Linked DNA regions of Sus scrofa: region 1 is linked to region 2. A link is a contact called in public Hi-C data. All regions are on one chromosome and are shown on one strand. The core of a region is the stretch at or near the end of the contact, and the rest is flanking DNA. Distances in the headings are between cores, read along the strand shown. Region 1 has its middle 14 kb from the start of ZNF683. Region 2 has its middle 11 kb from the start of PDIK1L.

Region 1 (2,700 bases), core at 39-2,538, 250 kb after region 2:
TTTTTTTTTTTTCTTTTTCTTGTGTGGATTTCGCATAGGTCTGGAGCAGCAGTTACAGATTCCCCATCTTTTCTGAGTGAACCAAAGGGGGCAGCTCCCGGACTGGTCAGTTCTGTAGAGTTGTTCTGGAATTGTTCCCGGAGGCTTAGTCTAGAGCCTGTTCTCTATCCCTTCTAGTTATTTTGGAAGAATTTAATGCCCTGTACAACATCCTTTTCCACTTGGCAATAGCAGTTTATTTTATGCACAGCTGAGTCCTAAGGAATACACCTGCTTTGCCCACGTTGTCTTGCATGAGGACACCTAACTGTTCTGTGCCTCTGTACCCTCATCTTTAGAATGGAAGGAGTACCTCATTGAGGATTAAATGTGAAGTCTTTTAAGAACCTAATACTACTTGACAATAATAGTTCATGAACCAACACTATTTGGTCATTTTATCAGGAGTCATGGCAGCTTGTACACCTGTGAAGTAAAAGACTCAGTCTCCATCCTCCTTCCTCCCAGAAGTCTACCCTTATCTTTCCTATCTCTGCATCCTTAAAACTCAGAGCCAAGAGGTGTAGGTCTAGTTGTGCAGCTAAGAGGGTGGGGCAGGGAAGAGACCACCAGATTGGGATTTGGACAATCTAGGTACCTCTTTTACAGATGAGAAGAGCGAGGCTTGGGGGAGATAAAGAATTTGCTGAAGATCCACAAGCCACGAAGAATGGATCTGAAGGCACTTTTGTCTGACCCTAGAGTGTCAGCCCTTTCACCAGCACTCTGTGCACAAACCTGTTATTTTATTTATTATTATTATTATTACTCTTTTTAGGGCCACAGCACTCCAAGGCATATGGAAGTTCCCAGACTAGGGGTCAAATTGGAGCTATAGCTGCTGGCTTATGCCACAGCCACAGCAACGTGGGATCTGGGCCACATCTGCTCCCTACACCACAGCGCATGGCAACGCCAGATCCCTGACCCACTGAGTGAGGCCAGGGATTGAACCTGCATCCTCATGGATATTAGTCAGATTCATTTCTGCTGTGTCACGATGGGAACTCCCAGACCTGTTACTTTTAGCACATGACCCACTCCCCATTCATCTTGGGGAAAGGAGTTGGCAACCTCATTTCAATGAGAAATTATCTCAACAGGCAGCCCCCTGGATTGCCCAGTGGCCAAGGTCACCACTCCAGAAAACTGGGGCAATTTGGGTACCAGAAAGAGCATTCAGAAGGCAGCAAGTCCCTTGCTAGGATCTGGCTCAGAGGACAACCCTGATTGCTCACCCAAGGAGTCAGGAGAGAAAGATCTATTCACTCAGCTGATATGGACCAAGAACAAGCAGTTCACGAGGTGCGACAGGGGTGGCAGGAACTCGTGATTTGGCAGGGAGCCCAGGCACAGACCATTTCTCCTCCCTCTCCTGCCCAACAGCAGGCCTGTGAGCTTTCCAAGGACACCCTCCCCAGGGCTCCAGGGCAGGCCCCCAGTCCCCAGGGCAGTGGGCAACTTCTTCCTCAAAGACCAGACCTCAGTTCAGCAAACTCTCCCTCCTCTGAGGGTCTGCAGCCCTTGTTTCAGACAGACCGATCCTCAGGGACAAATCCTGCCTTGCGTCAAGATTACAGTAGGAGGCCTGGACTGACCTCAAACCTACATCAGCCCCAGTGGACTTGTGCGACCTTGGCATGTTACTGAGCCTCTGTGAACCTCTTTCTTCACCTGTAAAACAAGGTTACTAATACCTACTTTGCTGGAGAGGTAAAGAGAGCATTGGGAGTTCCCTTGTGGTGCAGCAGGTTAAGGATCTGACATTGTCACTGCAGCATCCCAGGTCACTGGCGCAGTTTCAGTGCCTAGCCGAGGAACTTCCGCATGCCACAGACTCGGCCAAAAAAAAAAAAAGATAAGTAAGAATGTCTGGGGACAACTGTTTACTAGATAATCATTCTCTTCACCTGGCCCCTCTTGGCCACTTCAGATTATATCATCCCTCAGGGCAGAGACCAAACCGTACTATCTCTTCATCCACAACCACACCCACCCACACCCACACAGGGATGCTTCCTGACGAAATGTGGAATGAGTCAACAGCTAGAAGCCTATCGTCTAAACCACTGAATTTGTTTCAATCATTCATTTGTTGAACAAATGTCTTGAGTTTCAAGCAGGTGCCAAACCCTGTACCTGGTGCCAAGGACATAAAACATGAGGTATGGTCCCTGTCCCCGGGGGGCCCACAGGCTATGATGAAACAGATACATCAGGGAGTTCCCATTGTGGCTCAGGGGCAACGAACTCAACTAGGATCCATGAGGACGTGGGTTTGATCCCTGGCCTCGCTCAGTGGGTTAAGAATCCAGCATTGCCGTGAGCTGTGGTGTAGGTCGCAGATGTGGCTCGGATCTGCATTGCTCTGCCTGTGGTGTAGGCTGGCAGCCACAGCTCTGATTCGACCCCTAGCCTTGGAACCTCCACATGCCTCAGGTGTGGCCCTAAAAAAAAAAAAAAAAGAAAAAACAAGACCAAACTGAGCGCAGAAATGTTAATTAGCTTGTTTGAGGCCACACAACCAAAACCCAGGAGGACAAAAATCATAAGCCAGGTCTGTTAGGGTTTTTACCATCTTTACTCATCTACCAAGAGCAAGGGATGTAAGACCATAGGTATGATGCTGCGGTGCTAAGAGGCTGTGTTCATGTTGGGGGC
Region 2 (2,700 bases), core at 196-2,695:
CAAACAAAAAAACACAAACACTAGACTGTATAATTCCAAGCATGGAGACAGTAAAAAATTCAGTGGCTGCCAGGGGACTGGGGAGAGAAAGTGATTAATAAGTGAGGTACAGGGAATGTTTGGGGCAGTGAAAATATTCTGTATGACACTATAACGGCAGCTACATATCATTATACATTTGTCAAAACCCATACACACAAAGAGGGATGTCACTGTGGACTTTGGACACTGGTCGGATTCATTTCCACTGTGCCACAACGGGAACCCCCTGGATGATGATAATAATATGTCTGTGCCAGTTCATTGACTGTAACAAATGCACAGCGTCCACGGTGGGGGAGGCTGGGGTTGGGCAAGACACAGGTGTATGGGGATTCTGTACATTCTGCCCTTTTACTATGAATGTAAAAATGCTCTAAAAAAATCAAGGTGTTGTTTTTTTCTTTTGGTTTTTTTAGGGCCGCCTCCATAGCATATGGAGGTTCCCAGGCAAGGGGTTGAATCAGAGCTGTAGCTGCTGGCCTACACCACAGCCACGGCAATGCCAGATCCAAGCCGAGTCTGTGACCTACACCACGGCTCACGGCAACGCCGGATCCTTAACCCACTGAGCAAGGCCAGGGATCAAACCTGTGTCCTCATGGATGCTAGTCAGATTCATTTCCACGGAGCCATGAAAGGGAACTCCTAAGGTTGTTTATTTTTTTTAAGTCATTTAAGAAAACAAAGAAGCACTGTCTGGTAAAATTGTTACCTCGGGTGGGGGAATGGGAAATTCCTGGAAGATCTGTGTTCCTTGAGGTCTGCTACTCATACGAGAAGGAATAAGAAGGAAGTCATGTGTAAAAGAGGATAGGCTGCTAACACCTCCTCTTTACACTTTACAGGATGCATGGCACACTAAGCCCTGTGCTTCTATCAATAATTACATTTGTTCTTTCAACAGCCAAATGAAAATGTTTACATAACATGAAAGACTTGAAAATTGTTATTATTCCTTCCCAGTGAGCAGTTAACAGGTAATAGATTTTCCCAGTCACCCTGGTCTGTCTGAGCCCAGAGGCTGAGCAATAAGGCCCTGGGGCGGGTTGGGGGCTCTCAGCCCCCTTCCACCTTTAACATTTCATGATTTTATGAGTTGATTTCTCTTCCAGGGGCACAGGTGAGGGGCCTTGTTCACTTGGGCATTGGATCCCTGGAAGGGCTGTGTCCTTAGGGGACTGAGATTTTGACTGCCTGGAGCTTGACTTCATGCAGGAATTTCACACCTTCCCAGACCCTAGACTGCAGGTGGAGGGTGTCTGGTGGGAAAAGGGGCCAAGTGCTGTCTGCAAGGCCGGAAAGGGCTGATCCCACAGTGACTGCAGGCTCCTCTCCGCCCTCAGCCACCTGTTCCCCAGCTCCACCCTCCTCACCCCTCCACCTCATCTTTGGAATGCTAAATCCAAGAGCTGGTGGGGCCGGTTGGGTATTAATAACTGGACTCTGACGTTTGCACTGATTAGAAAGGCATTCCCTCCTGGCAGCCGAGACATTTGCATGCCTTTTCGGCTCATCTCTCCAGGGCCCTGAAGAGAATGAGAGGGGGTCAGATAATAATCATAAGCATAGCCACCCTGTTCTGAGTGCTCTAGGGTGCCAGGCCGAGTGCCAAATGCACCATCCACCTGCTTGCCTTGGATCCCTTCAGGTGCTTTTATTTTATTTTTATTTTTTGGTCTTTTTAGGACCACGCTTGTGACATATGGAGGCTCCCAGGCTAGGAGTCAAATCAGAGTTGCAGCTGCCAGCCTACAGCATAGCCACAGTAACTCGGGATCCGAGCTGAATCTGCGACCTATACCACAGTTCATGGCAACACTGGATCCTTAACCCACTGAGCGAAGCTAGGGATCAAACATGCGTCCTCACGGATGCAAGTCAGGTTCATTTTTGCTGAGCCAGGACTGGAACTCCCCTTCAGTGCTTTTAGCATCTCCACTTTCTATGCGGGGAAACTGAGGTTCTTGAGAGGTCGAGTAACGTGCCTTGGGTGACACAGCAGGTGAGCAGCTGGGCAGAAACTCAAATCCTATCTGCCAGCAGCACCAGCCCTCTCCTGGGTGGTGAGAGCCAAAGACAGACGTCCTGCTCCGGCCACATAAACACTCAACAAGGCAGCCCAGTTCCTTTAACTTCCAGGAACAGAGTGACTGGGAGGGCGTGGGATGTGGGGGAGGGGGAGCTTCCAGGAAGTGGATGGCAGGACCAGGCCTGTTGACCCAGGCCTCGTGACAGCCCAGCCTGGGACAGGGGTGCTTCCGGGTGGGGAATCAGGTGACAGGAACCTCTGTTCCTGGGTGGGGGAAGGGGACACGGTCTACCCGGGACAGGCCTCCACCCCTTACTCACCTGTTCTCTTCCTCTTCACTCCTTTGAAGTGCTCGACTACTGGGGGCCTCCTAGGAGACAGGGTCCATCCCAGGGAGAGGAGAGCAAAGGGGCTCATTGTCCACAGGCTCACAGTCACAAAGGCCTCAAAACTTAGGGTTTTGACATTAGCTTTTTTCCTTTCTTTCTTTCTTTTTTTTTTTTTTTTTTTTTTTTTTTGCTGCACCCATGGCATATGGAAGCTTCCAGGCCAGGGACTGAATCTGAGCTGCAGCTTTGACATTCACCACGGCTGCAGCAATGCCAGATCCTTAACCCACCGTGCCACAG

The links. Hi-C and Micro-C count contacts between places; a contact is called where the count stands out from the background.
Region 1: a contact with region 2 is called in a Hi-C map of heart right ventricle, with 2.1 times the contacts expected there. The contact joins two enhancer-like sites. A contact is called at or near these places in 1 of 5 promoter capture datasets (liver), 5 of 47 Hi-C or Micro-C datasets (embryonic fibroblasts, fetal skeletal muscle, heart right ventricle and 2 more) and 1 of 2 datasets of contacts at active chromatin or transcription factors (alveolar macrophages).

Annotation. Positions count from the first base shown.
Region 1 is chr6:83,778,258-83,780,957 of Sscrofa11.1, forward strand. No RefSeq gene overlaps it. Among named protein-coding and RNA genes, the nearest start is that of ZNF683, 14 kb to the left of the region's middle. Within about 2 kb of position 1,289, at least 7 of the 83 cell types and tissues checked have an H3K27ac peak or open chromatin away from gene starts, as enhancers often do.
Region 2 is chr6:83,529,911-83,532,610 of Sscrofa11.1, forward strand. No RefSeq gene overlaps it. Among named protein-coding and RNA genes, the nearest start is that of PDIK1L, 11 kb to the right of the region's middle. Within about 2 kb of position 1,446, at least 15 of the 83 cell types and tissues checked have an H3K27ac peak or open chromatin away from gene starts, as enhancers often do.